Linked DNA regions of Gasterosteus aculeatus: region 1 is linked to region 2. The links are chromatin contacts, called in public Hi-C maps. All regions are on one chromosome and are shown on one strand. The core of a region is the stretch at or near the end of the contact, and the rest is flanking DNA. Distances in the headings are between cores, read along the strand shown. Region 1 overlaps spag9b (sperm associated antigen 9b). Region 2 overlaps LOC120819822 (myocardin-related transcription factor A).

What was found. Hi-C and Micro-C count contacts between places; a contact is called where the count stands out from the background.
Region 1: a Hi-C map of liver shows a contact between it and region 2, with 4 times the contacts expected there. The contact joins two enhancer-like sites. A contact is called at or near these places in 5 of 6 Hi-C or Micro-C datasets (liver, skeletal muscle, tail fin and 1 more).

Annotation. Positions count from the first base shown.
Region 1 is chr5:6,540,932-6,546,196 of fGasAcu3.hap1.1, reverse strand. spag9b (sperm associated antigen 9b) reads left to right here. Exons shown (of 29, transcript XM_078102819.1): 29 at 1-1,655. Among protein-coding and RNA genes, the nearest start is that of spag9b, 28 kb to the left of the region's middle. Within about 2 kb of position 2,101, at least 5 of the 9 cell types and tissues checked have open chromatin away from gene starts, as enhancers often do. A contact at or near this core is called in liver, where this site is marked.
Region 2 is chr5:6,465,173-6,470,466 of fGasAcu3.hap1.1, reverse strand. It overlaps LOC120819822 (myocardin-related transcription factor A), which reads right to left. Exons shown (of 19, transcript XM_078102809.1): 19 at 4,236-5,294. The coding sequence ends at 5,093. Among protein-coding and RNA genes, the nearest start is that of LOC120819822, 32 kb to the right of the region's middle. Within about 2 kb of position 3,421, at least 2 of the 9 cell types and tissues checked have open chromatin away from gene starts, as enhancers often do. A contact at or near this core is called in liver, where this site is marked.

The DNA.
Region 1 (5,265 bases), core at 852-3,351, 77 kb before region 2:
CCCTTCAACAATGTAAGACTGTGGCAATTATTGCGGGAGCAATTGTCATTTTTATTTGGTTTTTCATCCTTTTGAAAACTTGGCTTTTGATTGTATGCAAGACAAAGTTAATCGAAATAGTCAAATGCAATACAGCTTCCCCTGGTTAATATTCAAGATGCAGGTCCTAGTACATCCCTCTCATGCAAGCTCTACCATTAACGTTTCAGTCACAGAGAAAAGCAATATTGAAATATGTCCTGCAATGTTCTTCTAATTTGTGGCTGCAAAAACAATGGCATTCATACTGCTGTGCTTCGTGCCTAATGCTAATTCGCAGAAGTTAGCTCGCTTAAGGCCAACGCTGACGTCGTTGTTAAGCTCAAGCACGGCCTCAGTGCCGCTAACGTGTCTGCCATTCTTTTTAAGTTAAGCCGGCTCTGTGACTCTGAGGTCCCGATGATGCATCGGAGGCACGAACTGCAGCCCAAATAACTCGGGGACAAAATCCAATTCTCATTAATAATCAAATGGAAAGCGGCGGCTTCTGCCAACAGGCGCTGGTCAGCCCGGCCTCCGCTGCAGGTGGTGGTTGTTGTTATTATGCAAGTATTTAATCCAACGTGATGGGAGGATGCTGTCGACCCACTGCTCTCAATCTACAAACCAGCTAGTAGACACTTTAGAAGAAACAAAAACAGCGTTTTTGATTTACTCTGCTTTTCAGGTGTGACAAAGTATTTATTTTTCCTTCAAAGAATGTTGCTGCGCTTGCTACCAAAGTATAAAGACTTAACGATGGCTAGTTTTTCACCGGCTGAGAGGATAAGTGTCTCACTAATGTAGAGCAGCATGTGTGAGTCGGCCTCCATGAGGATGAAATGCACGTTTTCACAAAATCCCGTTTTATAGTTGAGATATATTTTTAGACTTTCATATCTGGGAATTAATGTATTTTCAGCAGAGAGCAGATTGTGCTGTGCCTGTCACGTTAACGGTCACAATTTGAACATAATTCGCGGCGCTGCCCCCCTTTAAGCCAGAACATCTTTATCTGGGGTTAATGTGTTTATCCTGATGGCAGAATGATGTTTTAAGTCCTTTTTCTTTCAGGCTGTACTCTCTGAGAACGGTGCACAAGCGGTTCACTCGGGTGTAAAATGAGACTGTAACTCTGGCCCTTGTGTACCAGCACACTGCACTGTGTGCTCTTTGTTTGGTCCTCCTTTGTATTGAACCGCGTCCGAGTGTGTGTGTGTGTGTGTGTGTGTGTGTGTGTCCTCTCCAAGAGAGGAGTGAGACGTTATTGCAGATTAGCCATTTCAGTATTTATTTACAATGATTGAGCCTTTGCAATTCCGAATGTATCTTTTGTAAATTGAATATATATGATTATATATGCTTGGGTTTACTGTTTCCATATGGTATGAATGTGTTTTCTGGGGGGAAGGGAGGGTCACTCAGCTATGCACTGTCTGTAAGGAGGTGGGGTTGTTTCATTTTCTGGTGTGATCAGTTTTGGGCGAACGCCTTCCTCCACAGGTCTGTCCGCCCTCTCATCTGCATATGGTGTCTTTAACCAGCGTCCTCTCTTCCAAGTGAGCACCATCTTGTTCTTCTTCTCTGGCCTTACATGTTTTTTCTAACGGTCAAATTAAAGCTTTTTTGTGAGCTTCCTTTGCTTGTAGTGTTTGTCTGCGTCAGTGACACACAGCTGGTCTTACGGTTCAAAGCTGAAGCTTTGTCTTTGACCTGAGGTCGGTCAACCAACCGAAAAATCACAAACCGGTTTATTATACATTCCATCAATGGGGTAAACCTTTATTTTTCTAAAGTAATGCAGTAAATTAAATCAAATGTTTGTCCTTGGCTCAGACCCATAATATGCATTTCGGTTTATTCTTCTGTAAAGTGGAAAATAAAAAAAATATAAAGCCAAGTGATCTATTTTAATGCAAAACAATCACACAGCCAAATTTAAACAAAATATATCCTTCCTTCATGGAGCCCTTCCCCCCACCCAGACTCGACTCACTGTTTACCAGCACTAGGTGGCGTGCTTCCACTACACTTATAATAGCTGTTTTTCCCCAGTGACCAGTGGAAGGACATACGCGCCCCGCCCCGGCCTGTGATTGGCCCACAGCCGTTTTATTCTCGGCCTCGGTTTCAGCCCCCTGAATGAGGCTGAACTGGTGCTTAGCAGGCTGAGAGATTGATGGAGGCTTTAATCTCTTCACAAGCTCTCAGGAGAACACCTGGCCGTCATGGATCACAGCCACGATAGTGGAGCCGCAGGTTAAGTAGTGGATGTACACAACGGGCCAACAATAAACATGGCATGATTACCTCCTATTTTAATGTAGTGGTGAAAAAATATTTAAATGTTAAAGGTACTGAATAAAAAAATGAGAAATACATCATTGCAATATCGCTTCCGCGCTGCTATCAGATTGAACAAAGGCTCTGCTGAGAATAACGCTACTGTAAACAGGTTCTTTATTGTGCTATTTTCAAACTCCAGAATCAAAGTACTGATACTTGCGGCACTCGGCCAGAACAGTGTTATGCCTGTGCTCTGAAATGTCTTTTAATATGGACTTAATGATATTACATCCATTTCAACCAATACATAAAAGTGTCTAAATTAATGGTCACAGGATCCAGTCTGCCGGGTTGCAGCACCATGTTACAGTCTGTTCTGACAGCCAGATGGTGGTTTAGAGGTCGGGGTGTTATCCAGGTCTCACCATAACATCTTGTTCCTGTTGTGGAACTACTTCCAATAATGCTCCAGGTTAACAGACCCACTAATGCCGCTGCAACTGTGTTTACAGCAACGCCAAGCTGCTCGGATGTAAAATCCTGCAAACATGCTGTAAAAAATCAGACTGAATGTGTGTTTGTGAACGCAATTCTTTCATATTTCACTAAAAGTCACACGGCTGTAATGAGGGGAAAACGCTGTGTTTGCAGAATGCCCCTCTTCTCTCCTGGAGGAGGCAGAAGTCATTGAAGTGGAAAACCGCTGTCGGAGGAAATTCACCCTCCATGAATCACGTGTAACTCGCAAATGCAGACGCACTCCTGAAGAGGCACGACACGCACCTTCTATGTGAGCGTGTCTACCCGACCTGTCGCCTGCTCTGTCATCTCAGCAGTCGTCCCTGGTGCAGGATAAACACACAGCAGGAGTCCCTTCCAAATCATTCACACACATCTATTTCTGTCCTCTCATCATTTTGCATCACTTTTCACACACACTACGCTCTTTGTCGTCCCTTTAGTCTCAAAACTAGAAATCGGTTGGTTTTGTAGTAACTTGACACTAGCCGCAAAAACTGAACTCGGTTCTTTCTGTAGTGCCGTGGCAGCAAGCCTTAAAAACAGGGGTCCTGGAAAATGATATATATAATATAAAATGGGGTCGCTCATCAGCAAAGAACGGGAGGATGAGAGCTTGGAAGGAGATGAGACATTTATGAAGATGGTAGAGAGGTGGAAAGATCAATATGGGTTTGACGGGAAGTTGACGGTTGCAAAATTTCATCTTCAGACGGGTTAAAATCAGGCAGAGATGCAAGGGAAGAAAAAAGAAATAGTAGTCTGAACTGTTTTCGGTTTTATCGCATGAGGAACACGTTCGAGGGAATCCTGGACTGGACTCCTCTTCGCCACCAGCTGTGATCTCCCTCGGTACCGCCAACCTCCCACCACACCAAGGATGAAGAAGAAGGACCAACAACTACAGCCCCATCAATGAACATTACAAAATCTCACATGATCTGAACGACAGGAGTCTGACGAGCAAAGAAACCAGGACTCATTTGGCGAGTCTGAAGATCCACAGAATTAAAGAGAACTTTTACTCCTTTAGACGTTGTCATGAAAAGAGTAAACGAGCCCCGACGGAAGCAGCAGAGAAGTTGTACCCGAGACGAAGAAAGAAGAGACATTAATGGGCAAGGACCTTTGAAACACACCAGTTGAGAACGTTGTGTGAGATCACTATGGCAACATGGACATTGAAGCCGAGGAGGGAGGGCTCACCTCGGGTCACTGCAAGACAATTTTATTGTCTCAAAAGTGAGCTCTTGTTTGTGATTACATCAAATAAAGTTTGATGTAGCTCAAAAAAGATGAACTCTACTTCATCACAGTGTTCGAGTCGCTCGGCCAACACATACACACAGCGCACACACGGCAGGGCCTGCTCGAAAACAAAGGGCCGTCACACCCCCCTTCATAAAATCTGGGTTCCAACCCCAGAACCCAACATATTCTTTTTTACTGATCCTAACCAACGACCCCCCCTTCAACCGAGCGATAGACAGGGCACGCGACTGGTCGCCAGTAAATTGCAGCGCTGATATAGAGACAAAAAACTCTTCACGCTCACACACCTATGGGCAATTTAAAGTCACCAATTGACCGAACCCCCAGAGCAGGCCTTTGGACTGTGGAAGGAGTCCTGAAGAGAACCCATGCTGACACGGGGAGAACATTCTCCACACAGAAAGGCTGCAAGGCTGCAGAACCAGGACCTTCTTGCTGCAGGGCGACTGTGCTAACCAACATACTGCCCTGATTTAAGTAAAGGTATGTTGCCATACTATAATATATTCTAAAATGTTTAAAAAAGGAGGATGGTAAGTGGTATTATGGTACATTATGTCAAGAAATCGAATTGTATAGCAAAGAAGAAAACAATACATGTGAAACACATTGTTTAGTATAGTATAAAAAGAAAAAATATAACAAGTATGGTATGGGGATAAAGGATTCACGTTAAGCAACAACAATCCATGACTGAGAGATTTTATTGACTGTAGGTTTCCTTCATGCCATTTTATCCGAAAAAACTTGTTATGCAGATGATACTCACATGCGTCAAGCTAAACTAAACTGACTAGCTAAACTTCGAGCAGGTCTGCTACTTCCTGAGGTCTTGTTCAGACAAGAGGTCATTAATTGTCGAGTTGTTTCTCTAGATGGCATGGCTCTGGTATCCAGCGGCATCATAAATAAAATAATAAAATATATAATCAGGTGTCCTTTAACTTCCTGATGAAGCTGAAGACCTTTTTTTACCTATGAAATTGAGGCACTTCTAGTTCTTAAAACGGCCAATCGGAGTCTCTTAAGTCGCTGCATCACAATGTACAGTGTATCCGCAAAGTATTCACAGCGCTTCACTTTTTCCACATTTTGTTATGTTACAGCCTTATTCCAAAATGGATTGAATTCATTATTTTCCTCAACATTCTACACACAACAACCCATAAT
Region 2 (5,294 bases), core at 2,172-4,671:
CCAATCACATGTTTAACCAATCACATCTTCAACCAATCACACGTTCAACCAATCACATGTTTAACCAATCACATCTTCAACCAATCACATGTATACGGTAATACATTTTACAGCTCTGTAAAATTATTATTCAGCTTTAATCAGAGACACCAAAGTACAACTGGTTTATTATTGATAACCTTGTTAAATACTGTATAGTTTGATATATAAAAAAAAATCACATTTTACAAGCTAATTAAAAGCGTTGACTTTATTAGGTGCAATCCTAATCTGAAGTGCACAGTGGTAAAATAACGCACAAAAGTGTTCATTTTAAACAAATCTTCCTGTCCTGGTTCAACCTTTTCTTCTACACCAGAAAACATGTGGCGCAGAATTGGATCAAGATGGATAAACTCCGCAGTGCCGAGAATAGATGGATTGTTGTTGGGCTTTCTCGGAGTGTACCCTCCACATTACTCTAATCTGCAGCTGAATCGGGCCCCTGGTTTATGACGCTGATGTTTTCTCTGCTGTCAGTCTGCTGGTGACGAGAGGCGTGAAACGCAGCAGAGCGCGTGACGTCCCCGATGGATCATGTATCGATCTCTCTCTTACACAGACGCACAAAGGCACACGCTGTGCCTTTTCCCACCCTGAGTAAACTTCTAAAGCAGATTGCATAATGCATGCAACGGAAGCGTGGCAGCGGAGACACTCGTTCTCCGTCCCTCTCTGTGATGAAGGGATTGCATCAGGAAGGAGAAGGGGAGGATTTGGGTCACGCTGGCTCTGTGTGAGTGATTAGACGAGACGCTCTCAGGCAGCTCAGGCTCGCTCCCAGTCTGGAGAGGGTTCTGGGACGTAGGGGAGCGAGGGAGAGTCAGACAAGAGAGCGGCCCTGCAGGCCGTCAACCCCTTCCACTTGACTGCTGTTCTATTCCTGAGCAGCCCGTGTGTGCTGTTCCAAAAATAAAACACTATGAAGGGTGGGTGAACACGTGCACATGCAGCTCCCCTTCTTCCCACAATCACAAATAAACACGCACTCACTGCTCACGTTTAGAGGGAGCAAACCGGTGGGCTTCTGGGTCTGATTGAGAAGATGGAGTCTCGGATTTGTGTTTTATCGTCCGGGTAGAATGTAAAACGCTGTCACATTCCGCTATCTTTTCAAATCATAAATAAATAATGCAATATTTAGGAGGGTATGCATAGAGATGTCCAGACCGACAAAAAGACCCTTTCTTAAAGAAAGTAAATAAGCGTATTACCCCAAATATTTTACCAGTTCTAAAAATGTTTCTTGAGTGGAAATCAAGGAGAATAATTTGACAGAACACCTGTTCTAAGGCGTCAAACTTGTAAAAGCTGTAAATATCTGCACACATATGTCTTTTCAACCCCAAAATGCTCGCTGGGATTGCTACTGTTTACTGTTGTAATCATTTCCATAACACACAGCCAGCATGGCGTCTCATTATGCAAAAAAAACGATGGCGCTGATGAAATATTCAGGTGCAGTCAATCAAGACCAGTAAACTTCTTCTGAAAAGTGTGACTCGGTTGTCTCCTCGCCTCCTGACGTAGATGTATATATAGAAATAGATAAATGGGTGAAGGAAGGATGCACATTCTCTCCTCATTCACCACCTGTAAGTCCCTGTTTCGCTCTGAGCAGTGAACCTGGCCGGGTGTGCATTGTGTGTCCGCGTGTGCGGTTGCGTGTGTGAGGTCACACGTTGTCCGTGTCCTTTTATTACGTAAGCAGCGGTGGAACTGACGTGGCCTCGGGCTCAGTAACTGATTTACAGTGTGAGGTTGTAAAACGTTTAATCCGGCTGCTGGATGGGAGACAGAAGCGTGCACTATCATCACTATTAGAATAGTTTTCAAATAAAGAGATTACTTGTTCAATTATTTGGGTCCTTACATAAGAGCACTTTCACAGCAGAGGTCAGTAAAACTCCAGCAGACCAGAACTACTAAAACTACTTTTCCTGAACGTGCTTTTGCGTTGAAGGGTTCTGACAACGCACCGTTGGGCTCTGAAGCGATCTAAATGCTTCATGAGAAAATACACCAACAGATGAGAAGTGGAGTGGAAGGAGGTTGCACGCACACAGCAGCGTGTCCCCGGACCTCAGGGTGGAGGTGAGACACATCAGGTGAGGTCTGAGGGCTCTCTAGTGGCGCTGAGGGCTCACTGCATCAAACGGTCAGATGATCGCCTGAAACGGAGGCAAAGGCCGATGGGAATTGCATCCATTTGTTTTCTTTTTACCTGCTGATTTTTGCTATTACTGCGTATTTCATATTTGGGCTTTTTTTAGGTTCCCATCAGAATGAAAGTTCAGTTATATTTATATATTTATTTATATTTTTTGTACTTTATTTTAACATAAATGTTTTTCAAGCGCTTTCCGTGATGTCGTTTTTTTAATCGTTTTTCTACATAGCTCTTATTGTAATTTAACTGAGGGAAGGACATTTCTACTTCATCCTTTTGCAATCGAATTGTAACGTTAATACCAACTCAATTTTTATGGGACTAAATCACAGCGCAAGTTGACCCTAACAGTCACCTGGACCGTGTTAAATATTAATTGAATACCCACAATCTAGAGGCCAGAAGGACCGCAAATCCCCCACAAACCATGAAAAGAACCAGAGTCCCCACCTGGGCTGTAAGAGGAGGCCGACCTATATATGAAAATACGATGGAGACAAGTGTGGAACATCCCCGATCAAGTGCTGGATATAGGAACACACGGATATCATTGCTTCCTTATGTAAATATGTATAGAATTGTTTATGCCCTTCTGCCGTTAACAATTAGGAGCCAGTGTGTTGGAGCCATTTTTTCTATATTAGCAAGGAAAATGATTCATGCATGAGAAGTAATAGCATCTAAGCATCATTGAAACTATATTTCAATTGCCATTTTTTATCTTTTATCTCTTGGACCCGCACTGAGATGAAAGGTGTAGCCTGCTCGTGTGTTGGAGGAGAGGGCGAAGCGGTGCTTTGCTGACACCTGCTGTGCATTCTGGGAAGGTTGAACAGACTAAACCGTTTAAAGGAGAACGTTTAAGCACTTGTGGTTATTCAATATATGTATTTGATACAGAAATACTATTTATCATCTAACAAGAACTCTTAAAAAGACATTTGAATTAAACATTTAACCTCTTTGTGATAGTTGATAGTTTTAATAAAGAATATCGATCAAAAACAGACCAACCGTGGTCTGTTGTTCACCCAACCATGGGTGAACATCAGCACATACCGGTGGAAGAAAACCAGGGCACGATGCAACCTTTTATAGTTCAAACATCTTCTCCATCTTACTTCATATTAAATGAACGATTCCTCCACCGTGCGACACTGAAATGCACGTTGCTCGTTGTGGTGTTTTGATTTCGGTAAAGAAGACAGATCTGTTCAGTAACTGTCCAATAGGGCGACATGTGTGCATCCAGCATGACATCATGCCCCCACACTGGAGATACACAACACATAAACAGGAGGAATAGTGAGTGATGAACTTTAGAGATTAAATTGTTCATATTGGATGAAAGAAGCCATGTTTCACTGCAGTTCAATGCATATTAAATGAACTCACTGCAAACCATTGATCAAACATTGATTGATTGATTGCTTACCCTTTGTGGTGCAGGACACATTTCTTTGACCACAGCTCAAAAGAGGTTAATTGACCCCCCAAAAAGCTGTGCATAAAATGGCATCTTAAAACATTTGACGTCATGTTTTACCTTTCAATTACCTTATTACTTAGTTTGAATTTATTACTTTTCCAACAAATTATTTTACCCAAGGTTTGAATTCTGCTTTTGACATACTATAAATAGTCAACGTTTTTCAACATGCTATATTAGCACTTTGTTTCAGATTACTTTGACAAGCTATACCACGATTGTTATATTTTACCATTATACCATGATTTTTATATATTATAACTTTTAACACGTTATTTATTCTTTGACAGCTATAGTATATTTCCTACTTCATGCATTTTTTTCACATATTATTTGACATGAAAGTACAGTTAACTTTTAACATTAGACCAACAGATTCTAATCGGCTCGTCTTTATTATCAGTGACATTTGAGCTCAACGTGTTTAAGATATAATAAGTGTAAATTTACTTTTGTTGTCAGCAGCAATGTAGTTATTCTCCTCACAAATTTTCCATTTCTTCGTCTGTTGTGAAAACGCAGAAAAAAAAAAAAACATTTGTTGTGATTTTACAATATATTTATTTTTTCAAACTTTCCTTTCTTTAAAAAAAAAAAAATGACGAGGTCCAAGCTTCACCCTACGTTCCCCAGCTGATGAACTCGGCTCTAAAGCAACCAGCGAAGAAAAATAATCATGTGGACAATAATATACAGCAATACATAGTGGTCTACCATAAAGTTACCAATAATACACAACCTCCTCTGAGGCTTCAGTTCCAACGGCTGCCACTGATATGGTTCATTTGAAAGGGGACAGGTGGGAAGGGGGGGGGGTTCAGGTTGCCACAGTGAGAGGACGAGGTCACTCAGCATTGCGATTTGGCTGTTGGCCTGAACCTCCCCCTCCCCCCACCCTCTCCATCCTCTAACCCCCTCCGAACCAATCAGATTCAGCATAAGTGCAAAGTTTAGGAGGCACTGACACACCATGCCGTGTGGAGGAGCAGAGTGTAGTCACACCCCCCCCAGCTGTACTCTGTCAAACCGTTTGTAATGTTGCATTACAGTGCAGTCTCCAGCCACGTCTCTAATCTGGAAATAATGCATGTCGGGACACAGGAAATAGGATTATATCAGCGGGATGTGAACAGTCAGCTGCATGGACCCCCGTAGAAAGCCAATTACCAAAAGTCCACTCCAGTTCCACCAAGTTCAAGTCCTTTATCTAAGAATTCTTATGTTCGTTCCTCATTGGACCTCATCCTGCATACAGAAACAGCCAGTGTGTAAAAGCGTGTGTTTGCGTGTGCCAGTGAGCCCCGCAGTGGTTGAGACAGCATAGAAAAGACACGTCTACATGTGCATGACGTAAAGACGGCGCCTGTACACAGTGTGGGCGGGCGGGGGCGGAGCTACAGACACGACTCCCAGTGCAGCTGCAGGTCTGAGCTGTCTAGGAAATCGGTGGAGAAGACGCTCGGCGGGGTGTGAGGCACCAGCGGGGCCAGGCTCGTTCCCCCGTCTGCGTCTCCCCCCACCCCTCCTCCTCCTCCTCCGCCTCGACCCCCACTGCCGCCGGCAATCCCCACCATGGAAATATCCAGCCAGTCCATG